Regions from separate parts of the Mus musculus genome. Here region 1 is linked to region 2. A link is a contact called in public Micro-C data. All regions are on one chromosome and are shown on one strand. Each heading gives the region's core, a stretch centred on a gene start, on an enhancer-like site or on the middle of the called end of the contact. The rest is flanking DNA. Distances are from core to core; before and after follow the strand shown. Region 1 holds the start of Hmx3 (H6 homeobox 3). Region 2 holds the start of Denn2b (DENN domain containing 2B).

The links. Hi-C and Micro-C count contacts between places; a contact is called where the count stands out from the background.
Region 1: a contact with region 2 is called in a Micro-C map of embryonic stem cells, with 26 times the contacts expected there. The contact joins the promoter of Hmx3 here to the promoter of Denn2b in region 2. A contact is called at or near these places in 2 of 39 promoter capture datasets (both in embryonic stem cells), 5 of 484 Hi-C or Micro-C datasets (all in embryonic stem cells) and 2 of 115 datasets of contacts at active chromatin or transcription factors (both in embryonic stem cells).

What each region holds. Positions count from the first base shown.
Region 1 is chr7:131,541,308-131,546,013 of GRCm38.p6, reverse strand. Hmx3 (H6 homeobox 3) reads right to left here and starts at 3,051. Exons shown (of 2, transcript NM_008257.3): 1 at 2,652-3,051; 2 at 1,078-2,049. The coding sequence starts at 3,051. The coding sequence ends at 1,379.
Region 2 is chr7:109,614,473-109,619,081 of GRCm38.p6, reverse strand. Denn2b (DENN domain containing 2B) reads left to right here and starts at 1,935. Exons shown (of 20, transcript NM_001001326.1): 1 at 1,935-2,024.

The DNA of each region.
Region 1 (4,706 bases), core at 1,802-4,301, about 22 Mb before region 2:
TCTTTTTAATTAATTCGATTCCACAATAACATTAAGTGTAACAATATTTTGTGGAGTTTTGTTTTGTTTTCTTATAAAGGGACTGAACTCCGGCAGAGGACAGGGAGGGAGGGAGGGGGGAAACAGACGAATGAAAACAACAGAACAACAGGTGTAGCCAACAGGGAACCAGAGCAAGGTGCCCGGTTGAGTTGGGAGGTTTTACAAGAAAACTGTACAGTTATCAAATAAGTTAAGATTCTCCTACGTTGATTGTCCTTCACTTAAAGCGCTCCACTCTGCCTAGCTCACTCCTCGCTACCTACCTTGCTTTCTTCCTTCCCCCTCTCCTGCTTAATCTTCCCTCTACATTAATGATTATGCTGCCGTGTGGTGGTCTTTATCCCAGCAGAGGAAGGGGCGGGGCTTGAGGGAAATTTTGTACAATATTGCACAGGCCAAAGCACAACGGTTGTTGTAAAGTAAAAACAAAAAAACAAAAAACCGGGAGAGGATAAAATGTATTTTTTTCTACAAAAAAGAAAGTGAGAGAGAGAGAGAGAGAGAGAGAGAGCGTGAGAGAGGAAACCAACTTCTGAAGCAGGCAAAGTAGTAATAGTGATATTACCACTAAATAAATTCGAGGAATAAGTAAGACCACTGCCACTCAGCCAGATATGAAGCTGTTACAGGTCTGGATTTGAGGCTTTTGTGTTTTCCCTTTAAACATTTTGTTTAGTGAATTCTTCAGTCCAAACGGAGATAAATGGAGTTGACTGCCACAGACAGACCAAGTGAGGATCTTACCAGAGGCCGCTCAGATTTTGGAAGGTGGGTGGTGGATAACTGATTGGGTGTGGGGAAAGAACCACACCCAGAAATCCAGAATTAATATGAATTCGATATGAATTCTCCCTCTCTCTCTCTCTCTCTCTCTCTCTCTCTCTCTCTCTCTCTCTCGGGATTTTGAAAATAGTTCCTCAGAAAAATGAATAAACTAAAAAAAAAAGTTGAATTTTTCGCTTATTTTCCTTCTGTAAAAATACACCCTCAGAGCCACAGAGCAATGGTAATTTAAGGGGAGATCTGAACTTTTTTTTTTTTTAAAGAACTTTCAATTGGAAGTTTTGACCTGGTAATTTTGTCGTTCCCCCCTGCCCCACCCCGTTTTCTCTCAATGGTAAGCAAAACCAAAAATAAGAGGAGAAGCGCCTCAAATTCATAGGAATTAATTGCACGAAAATGCATTGCAAATACTTACAAAATGCTATTGGGGGGTGGGAGGCAAGGCAGTGAGCCCAAGGTCGCTGGCCACAGCCCGGCACCCTCGGCCCGGCCCAGTCTCCTCCGGGGTCCCCAAAAGGTGGCCGGGTGCTCACTCCCTGTCCCCTGTCCCATCTCACACCGGCCTTAGTAGGGGCACGGACGAGACCACCGGGTGCGAGTAGTAGACTGGGTGCGGGAAGGTGAGCAGCGGCTGGCTGACTGGCACCGGTGCCCCCGCAGCCGCTGCCGCCCCCTCGGCCGCAGAGTTCTCGTGGTAGAGGATGGGCACGCGTACGATGCGCTGCGCAGCGGCGTGGCTCAGGTTGGCCGCCTCCAGCTCGGCCGCCAGCTGTCGCTTCCACTTGTTGCGGCGATTCTGGAACCAGATCTTGACCTGCGTCTCGGTGAGGTGAAGCGACGCGGCCAGGCCAGCGCGCTCCGAGCTGCTCAGGTAGCGTTTCATGTCGAATGTGGACTCGAGCTGGAAGACCTGGCTGCGCGAGAAGACGGTGCGCGTCTTCTTTTTGCGGCACGCCGGCTTCTTCTCGGGACTCTCGGCGCCCGCCTTCCAGTCCTCTGAGCCCGGTGTCGCCGTAGTCGCCCCTACGGTCGTCCCGGCCGCGCCAGGCACCGCCTCGCCTTCTTTTTTGCCTTCCTCCGAGTCGCTCTCTTCCAGAATGATCTCGTCCGGGCTCTTGGAGTCCAGCTCCTTGTGGTCGGGGTCAGCCTTGAGCAGAGGCTCCGGGGAGTCTCGATCGGTGCCGGACGCAGGGGAGGAGTCTCGCAGGAGGGCCTTTTCCGAGGCTGGGGAGACAGACAAACGGACGCACACACAAGCACAGCGACACAGCCTTGAGCGAGGCAGGGATCTGGGAGCACCAAGCGCAACCCACACGTTGGCCTCGGGCTACTGGCCCTGGGCCTCGGTTCTCCCGTGTCCCCGCTGGGCTGCAGTGGGGCAGAAAGATCTAAGATCTCTTCGCCTTTCTAGGACTGGCCAGGCAATGGTGGGATCAGGGCCGCTCCTTTTATCTCGCGTTTCCCACGCCAGGGGCCAGCGGGAAAATTCTCCACTGCTAAGGTTCAACCCTGCCTTCCAGGCCTCCCCCCCACCCCCCAAGGCCATCCCAAGCCACCCATTCCTGCTGGAGGACAATTTTTTTCCGGGAATCGCAGAGCCCGGGCCTCCAACTGCACTTCTTTTCTCAGCAAGTGGGATTGGTTTCCTTGGCCTCGTAGCCGAGCGGCGCAGGAAAGATGCTGGCTAGAGGCCGAAGGAAGTTAACCAAAACTCTGGTTGGCAGGTGTCGGGGCATCCCTAACTGCAGTGACACCATCTCTGAGAGGGAATGTGACCGGCCCACAGGGAAAGAGGGGAGAACGAAAGTTCAAAGAGAGGTCGGTACCTTCTGGTCGCGGGAGGTGACCGCCGGCGGGGGTCAGGGTGTAGGGGTACCACCAGGCCGGGGAGCGCTCCAGGTAGTGCGCGGGCAGGGCAAACCTCTGCGCTGGGATCTCAAAGCGGGGGAAAGCCAGGTCGCCCACCTGCGAGAGCGCGAAGCCCGCGGCGCCCTCCAGGGCACCTTTGGCTGCGGCGGCCGCAGCGGCGGCGGCGGCGGCAGCAGCCGAGGCCGGAGCAAAGAGCGTTCGTGGGGGCGGCTGAGGCTTCGGGGGCGGCCGGTGATGGTCTCCGTTGAGCAGGTTCCTGATGGAGAACGGGGATTCCTTGGGCGCGGGAGGTTGGGGCGGTGGCTGCGGGGGCGGCGCGCTGGCAGTGCCCGAGGCGTCCGGCCCGGGCTCCGGCATGGTCCCCAGTCCTCCGGGTCCCACGGAGGGCGGGAGCGGGACAGGCGGGCGGCGGGCGGCGGGGCGAGCAGGCTAGGGGCCGGAAATCAGACCATAAACGGAACTCAACTACGGGGCTCAAAGTCGGGGGCCGCCCCGGGCGCGAATCGAGCCGCGGGAGGGCGGGGTGGGGACCGGGCCGGGGCGGGCTCGCATGGGGGGAGGGGTCCAGAGGGGCGGGGAGCGGACCTGCCTCTGCGCCGAGGGAGCGAGGGGGCCGGTAGGAGCTGCGGCTCCCCGGGAGGAGGCTGCGAGAGCGGTCCCCGGCTTGGGGATGCGTCAATCCGGCGCCGGATGCTAATGATGAAATCAAAATGTCATCCAAGTTAAATGCGGGGAGTATACGGCGATTGGGCGCGTACAATGGCAAATGGGATTAGGCCGGCCAAGGCGCAGCCGAGCCCAGGCCCCGCAGCCGCCTCCTCTACCGCCCCCTCCTCGCCTTCCCTCGGATTTTGGCGCTTTGGCTTCGGGCTATGAGAGCCCGCCTGTTATTGGCTTTATATAGTCCAATTAGGCAGCAAATGAGGACAAACCTATTAGCACAAAAGGATATTGGCTCTCGCTAAAGAGGCACTCTGAGAGCTCCCACCAAGCGGGAGGCGCGCGAGGGACCTCAAGAAGGAGACGCCCCCGGCGGGCCGGAGCGCACGGACCTGCTCCAGTCTGGAGCAAGCACCTCCCTCTACCCCCTGCAGCTCGGCTGCGGGCTGGCTGCTGTCCGGTCTGCCTGAGGGGGAGGGGCAGAGCAGGCTGGCCTGGGTCACCTCCGGGTTATCCGCGCTAGCAGCGGCCGCTCTCCCACCCCTCCCGGCCTGGCAGAGGCCAGCTGCCCCACGCGGCTGGAAAGCCTTGGCCGTGCGGGTCCAGGAAGTAGGGCGCCTCCCCGGCCCCGAAAGAACTCAGTACTTTCTTTCCCCAAACCTGCTAATCAGGGTGCGGCCAAAAAGAGCTTCCCCGCTCTTCGTCTAGTCGAGAGTCTGCCGACTTAGGAATCCGCGTAGCCTTGGCCTTTGGTCCTGAAAATGGATGAGTGATTCTGAATCTTTCAGGAGTAGGAGTTGGGTATGCGACTCTGTGCACGCGCTTCCCCTGTGCAACTGTCGGGGTAGCGGTGTTTCCTCACTGACAACTGTACTCCGAAGGACACCGCTCTTTTCTTGGTGACTGTGTCCGCGGCTCAAAGATCAACTTTAAGCCTGCGATCTGAACACAGCACTTTCCCCCCAAAGGGTGGCATTTGGAACTGCCTAATGCTTTAATATAGGCGCCAAGAACCGAAGGCGCAGAAGAGTACCTTTCTCGTTTGTGACCCTGGCAACGACACCTGCAGCATGTCCCAAGGGCCTCCAAGTCCCTGGAGAATCTCGGCGGGCCTCTGAGGAATAGCTGGACTCATTCGACCTTAACAGCTCCCTGGGTCAAGCAGGAAGCCGGAGAGACAATCAGTTCAATTCTAGATTTCCATGGGGTCCTTTCCCCTGGTGATAGTTCCTTGGCCCGAGAAAGATGACAATTTGTTCTCAGCCTGGATGAAAATCCCTTCACACCTGAACTTCCTCCGCCTCAGCCCGTTCTTTATCTTTCGGTTGAGTCTTGCCTAATTCAAGCTCCTC
Region 2 (4,609 bases), core at 686-3,185:
GTCCTGCAGAGGCAACAGAGGAAGTCGGCTGGCCTTGCTTCTTTCCAGTTCCAGGAGCTCATATGCAACAGAAGGGTTCTGGTCTCCCCAATTCAGGCCCCAACTTTATTCTTTCTAAGGACAAGATACCAAAGAATCTCTAACTCCGGTGTGCCGCTAGGGGGAGCATGGCCTGCGTTGTGTGTCTGGTCTTAGGGCTTTTAACATTTAGATTACTTTAGTGACTGACTTTCTGCTTTGGTAGCCTGACTCACACTGTTTGACTGGAAGGGTCCCAGAAAATTTTAGTTGATATTGTCAACTCCAGTGAATTTGATCTTATTGTAGAAAGGGGTGGACTTGCCTCATCTGGGTTCGGAGACTAGGCAGGTGTGTGTTCCTTGGGTTCAGATAAAGAGCAGAATTTGCTGTGTTTAAGAGGAAAGAGAAACAGAGCTTTAGTGATACTGAATTCCTATGCAGATGTGGGGATTCTGGGCTTATCACTACTTAAGGATCTGTAGTAGTCTGCCATTTCTACTTGGGTTTTATGTCGTGTTTTTGTGTATTATCTTCAGCATATATTTGTGAGTTAAATTCAAGTCAACCAAAGTCTGGTTTTGGGAATTTTGTAGCATACTGAAGGTGAGTCAACATCACAAGGAATTCTGCAAGGGATAAGCGTTACAGATTCCATCAGGGCCCCCCCACCCCTCCCCCAGCATTATTTTGAGGAGCAGCATTGGAGAATGGCCTCCTTGAGCCTCATTGTCTTCATCCTCATCAGCCTCCACCTTCCCACATGCAGTCAATCCATTTACCAACCCCGAGTTCTACTTGAAAAATATATCTACTAGATTGGTGGAGGAGAGGTACTAACAATTGGGGGGTGGTGGATGAGAGCTGAGTGCCTAATTTGAAGTGTTTTTGACTAATAGCACCTTGACACTGCACCTCACACCCTAGTCCTCTGCCACCCCAGTATGAGATATATTCATAGAAAGTAGAAAGTCGGGAGGAGGCTGGCTCAGTGACAGGTGGCCAGTTGGCGATGAGGTCAGGCACTGCTAAGGTCTTGTGACTCTAGCTCTGGTATTCTTGGCAACTGTTCTGCTTAATGTATGCCAGAAAGTTGAAAGGCTTGGACACTGGTTTTGGATCTCTCATTTCCTGGTTCAGTAAATGGGAGCAAGTAATTTAACTTTACTTTAGATACATTTTTAAAATGTGTTAAATTAATATAACACCAGTCGTAACTTTTAGGACTACTCTGTCAGAGAAAAAAATGAACCAGGATTTGGGAGGTTATTTTGGGAAGATGTAAGATAGTACTTGGGGGTAGGGCAGGGCATTTTTTCTCTAGTTTGCAGCAGATATTGTGCATGTCATAGATGTTATCGGTCATTAAATCTTTGGGCTAGAAGGGTGGCAGATAGATTTACCTTAACAGGACTTAGATAGAGTCTTCACTTTCCCTTGGAGGCCCACACTTGTGGTTCTTAGAAAATGAGCTGGTTTTCAAGATCAGGCTTCTGTGTACTTTATAGCAAAACATAAAGGACTAGGAGACCCTTGACTTGTCTCTACTCTCAGTTCCTAACTAGTTAGGTAAGTGTGGATCAAGTATCTGATCTCTCTGGGCCTCAGTGATCCCATCTATAAAATGGTAGCAAACCTATCTGACCAGTGTGTTAAGAGCATCAAACAAACTAGTACATCTATTTTGAGAGGGTTAGGCAGCATCCAAGCAAAAGTATACATAGGGCTACTAAAAGGGCCTTCTGTGTCCCAGGTACGGCCCTGGCACTTGTACAGTTTCTCATTGGAGGCCTGGGCTGTGGATCTTTTGTTCAGAGAGGAGGCTGTTTGCATTGTGTTTGATGTCCTGGCTCTGACTGTAGACTTAAACAGTGTTCCTCCTAATCCTGATCTAGTTTGTTTCTTCTCCTTTGCAGGAAGACAAGAGACTGCTTGGGCTCTGGCACTAGTACCATGGGACCCTGTACTGGCTAAAAGCTGTCTCCAGGACCTGAACAGTCAACAAGGTAACCAGAGAGGCCAGTCTAGGCCAGCTTCTAGGATGTGAACTGTGTTTCTGCCCCAAATGCTCCTGAAAAATCCCAAGCGAACAAACAAGTTGAGGCAGCACGCATCAGGGTCCCTCCTCATTCCGCTGCTGCTGCAGGACCCAGAGGAAGTGCTTGCTTCCCCTCCAAGCCTTCAGCTAGCTCCCTCCCCTTTGGCAGGGATTCTTCCAAGTTATAAAAGCTGAGACACTAGAGGGGAGGAAAACAAGTCCACTCACTGTCCTCACCCTTCTCCCCTCTGGGTTGTTGCAGCAAGTTCCCAGGAACAGACCTGGGCTCCTGGTTGACTGGAAGGGAGGTAGGAGGAGTGGAATGCATGCATAAACTGAGCCGATCAAAAGACCGCGCTGTTTCAAGGCCGGCTAGAACTCAGAGAATGTGTAGAAGCACGCGCACGCATAAACGTGCGCGTGCTAGCTCGCTCCTGGGACACCGGGTTGAGGGAGAGCGCCTAGCTGAGTGAGAGCAAGCCTGCAAGCGTGTGTGCAGCCTAGGACAGGTCTCCATGACAACCAGCCTGACTGGCTAGCTGCGCTAGCTCTGCTCACTTGGCTGGAAGGAGTGTCTTGAAAGGTCAGAGGAAGGAGCTGTGGGAAGTTCGCAGCAGGTACTGGAGCTTAAGCCAGTGGATCTGGGGGCCCTGGGCTCCCTAAGCGACTGTGGTGTGAGCCAGCCTCTGTGGAGAATGGAGTGGGCAAGAAATCACCCGGACTACCAGGTAAGGGCACCTCTGAGCCCCTTGCTTTGAGTCGGGCTGTTTATGGCAGGCCAGTGTCTGTGCTCTTCACTTCAGAGTTTGGGGGTCGAGAATGATGTCATACTCCAACAGTTGGATTCTATTAGCTCCGGGAGGAGGAGGGAAACTGCCAATTTTCTTGACTTTGCAAATCTAGCTAATCTCACTCTGGCTGAATCGGAGATGTTTAGGCTTCACTCTGCTTTTATTTAGCACAAAGCCACTGGATATTTTCACAGGAAGGTTCTTTTATAGGAAAATGAGTTCTCATCGCTCTAGCACTGTTGAAGTTCTTATGTGGAAACTTTTGAGCAGCTTGGTCGGTTTTACCTCGTGCTCTCTTATCTCCATGCTGCTATGTCTGACTTGTAACAACAATCAAAGTAGCTAATGAAGCTCAGAGAGGAGCCTGCAGTGAGTTTCAAGTCCATCTGGGACACTTGACAGGGCAGAGGGACTGGCACAACAATATCTGAGCGGGGGCCTTGCACTGTCTATGAAGTAGCTTTGGAAATAGGAAACAACCCCCTCCCCATTAATGATGCCCATCACAGGGTTTCTTGAGTTGTGGAGGGGACTTTCTTGGGTTTTGGGGACTTGCAAATATCTGTCTCATCCAGATGTTGCAGAGAGCTGTCTTAACACTACAGCTACGGGGAGCTGGGAACTTGAAGGACTATGCTGTATGATCCCTTTTGCTCCTATTTTAACCAAATCCCAGCACACACAGTGTCCAGTCATGCATGCCTTGTCCTAAATTTCAGAGGAGTGATGTGTGGTAAACACAGCGTGTCTAGGAAAGGAAAGCCTTCCAGAAAGGTAGTTTTATAGGTGTTAAAGTAGTCAGGCCATCCATAATGTTAAGAGAAAGATGAGAGTTGCGGACTCTCCTGCAGGAAAGCCCCTTAAGAAATGCACTTCACTTCAGCCATGTTACATCTTCCACTTACTCCTGGCCTCAAGGAACTTTGTGGAAGCTTTTAGTTTCTCAGTGGGGCCAGGGAACAGCTGTTGTTCCTGGCTCTTTGGTTTTTCCTTCTTGAACTTTCTGAACAGTGTGTCTTTTGTGTCCGAGCAAACAATAAGGGGGCCTTCTGATTAACTTCGGGTCAGCTTGCCAGTACAAGCGCTGGCTCTACCACTGGTTCTGGCAGCCTGAATGTATACTGTATGCATCAGTTTTGTGGCCCGAGGGTCTGCCAGTGTGAACAACATGGCCTCTGGACCTCAGATAACCTTCTTTCACAGTTAATTCCTCTTTCTTCCACACTCTCAGAGTCCTCTGCTTGGGGGGAATCTGGGCTATGGGTCAGGATTAAAGGTGGAGTTCTGAGGAAGAAATGTCTGTGAGGTTCTGCTGCATTCTGCTGCATGCTGGGAAGTCCCTCGGATTATTAGCTGTGAGATGGAGATGATGGTAATAGTTATTATCATGTACTATTGAGAGGAGGCCAGTGGGATGGTTGCCGTGAAACAGTTGTAAACAAATCAACAAATCTACATAATACAATATGTTAGAGCATGAGGCTTAAGGAATGGCCTGACTTCTCTGCAAAGTCACTTTGCCTCTTTCTTCTGGTTCCCTCATTTATAAAGCACCTTCTATTCAGATGCAGTTATAAATCAAAATTAGATAAACCTCACAAGCCTTCTTTGAGATATTTAAGGAAACCAATGGTGCTTTTTTTTTTTTCGTTTGGAAATCCAGATAGGATGGATATTCACGGTAGACTTTGAGCCTCATAAATGATCCTTCAGAGACACTTGAAAGACAAAGCTTTCCTGTAGGTTATGGAGCTCATGTTTT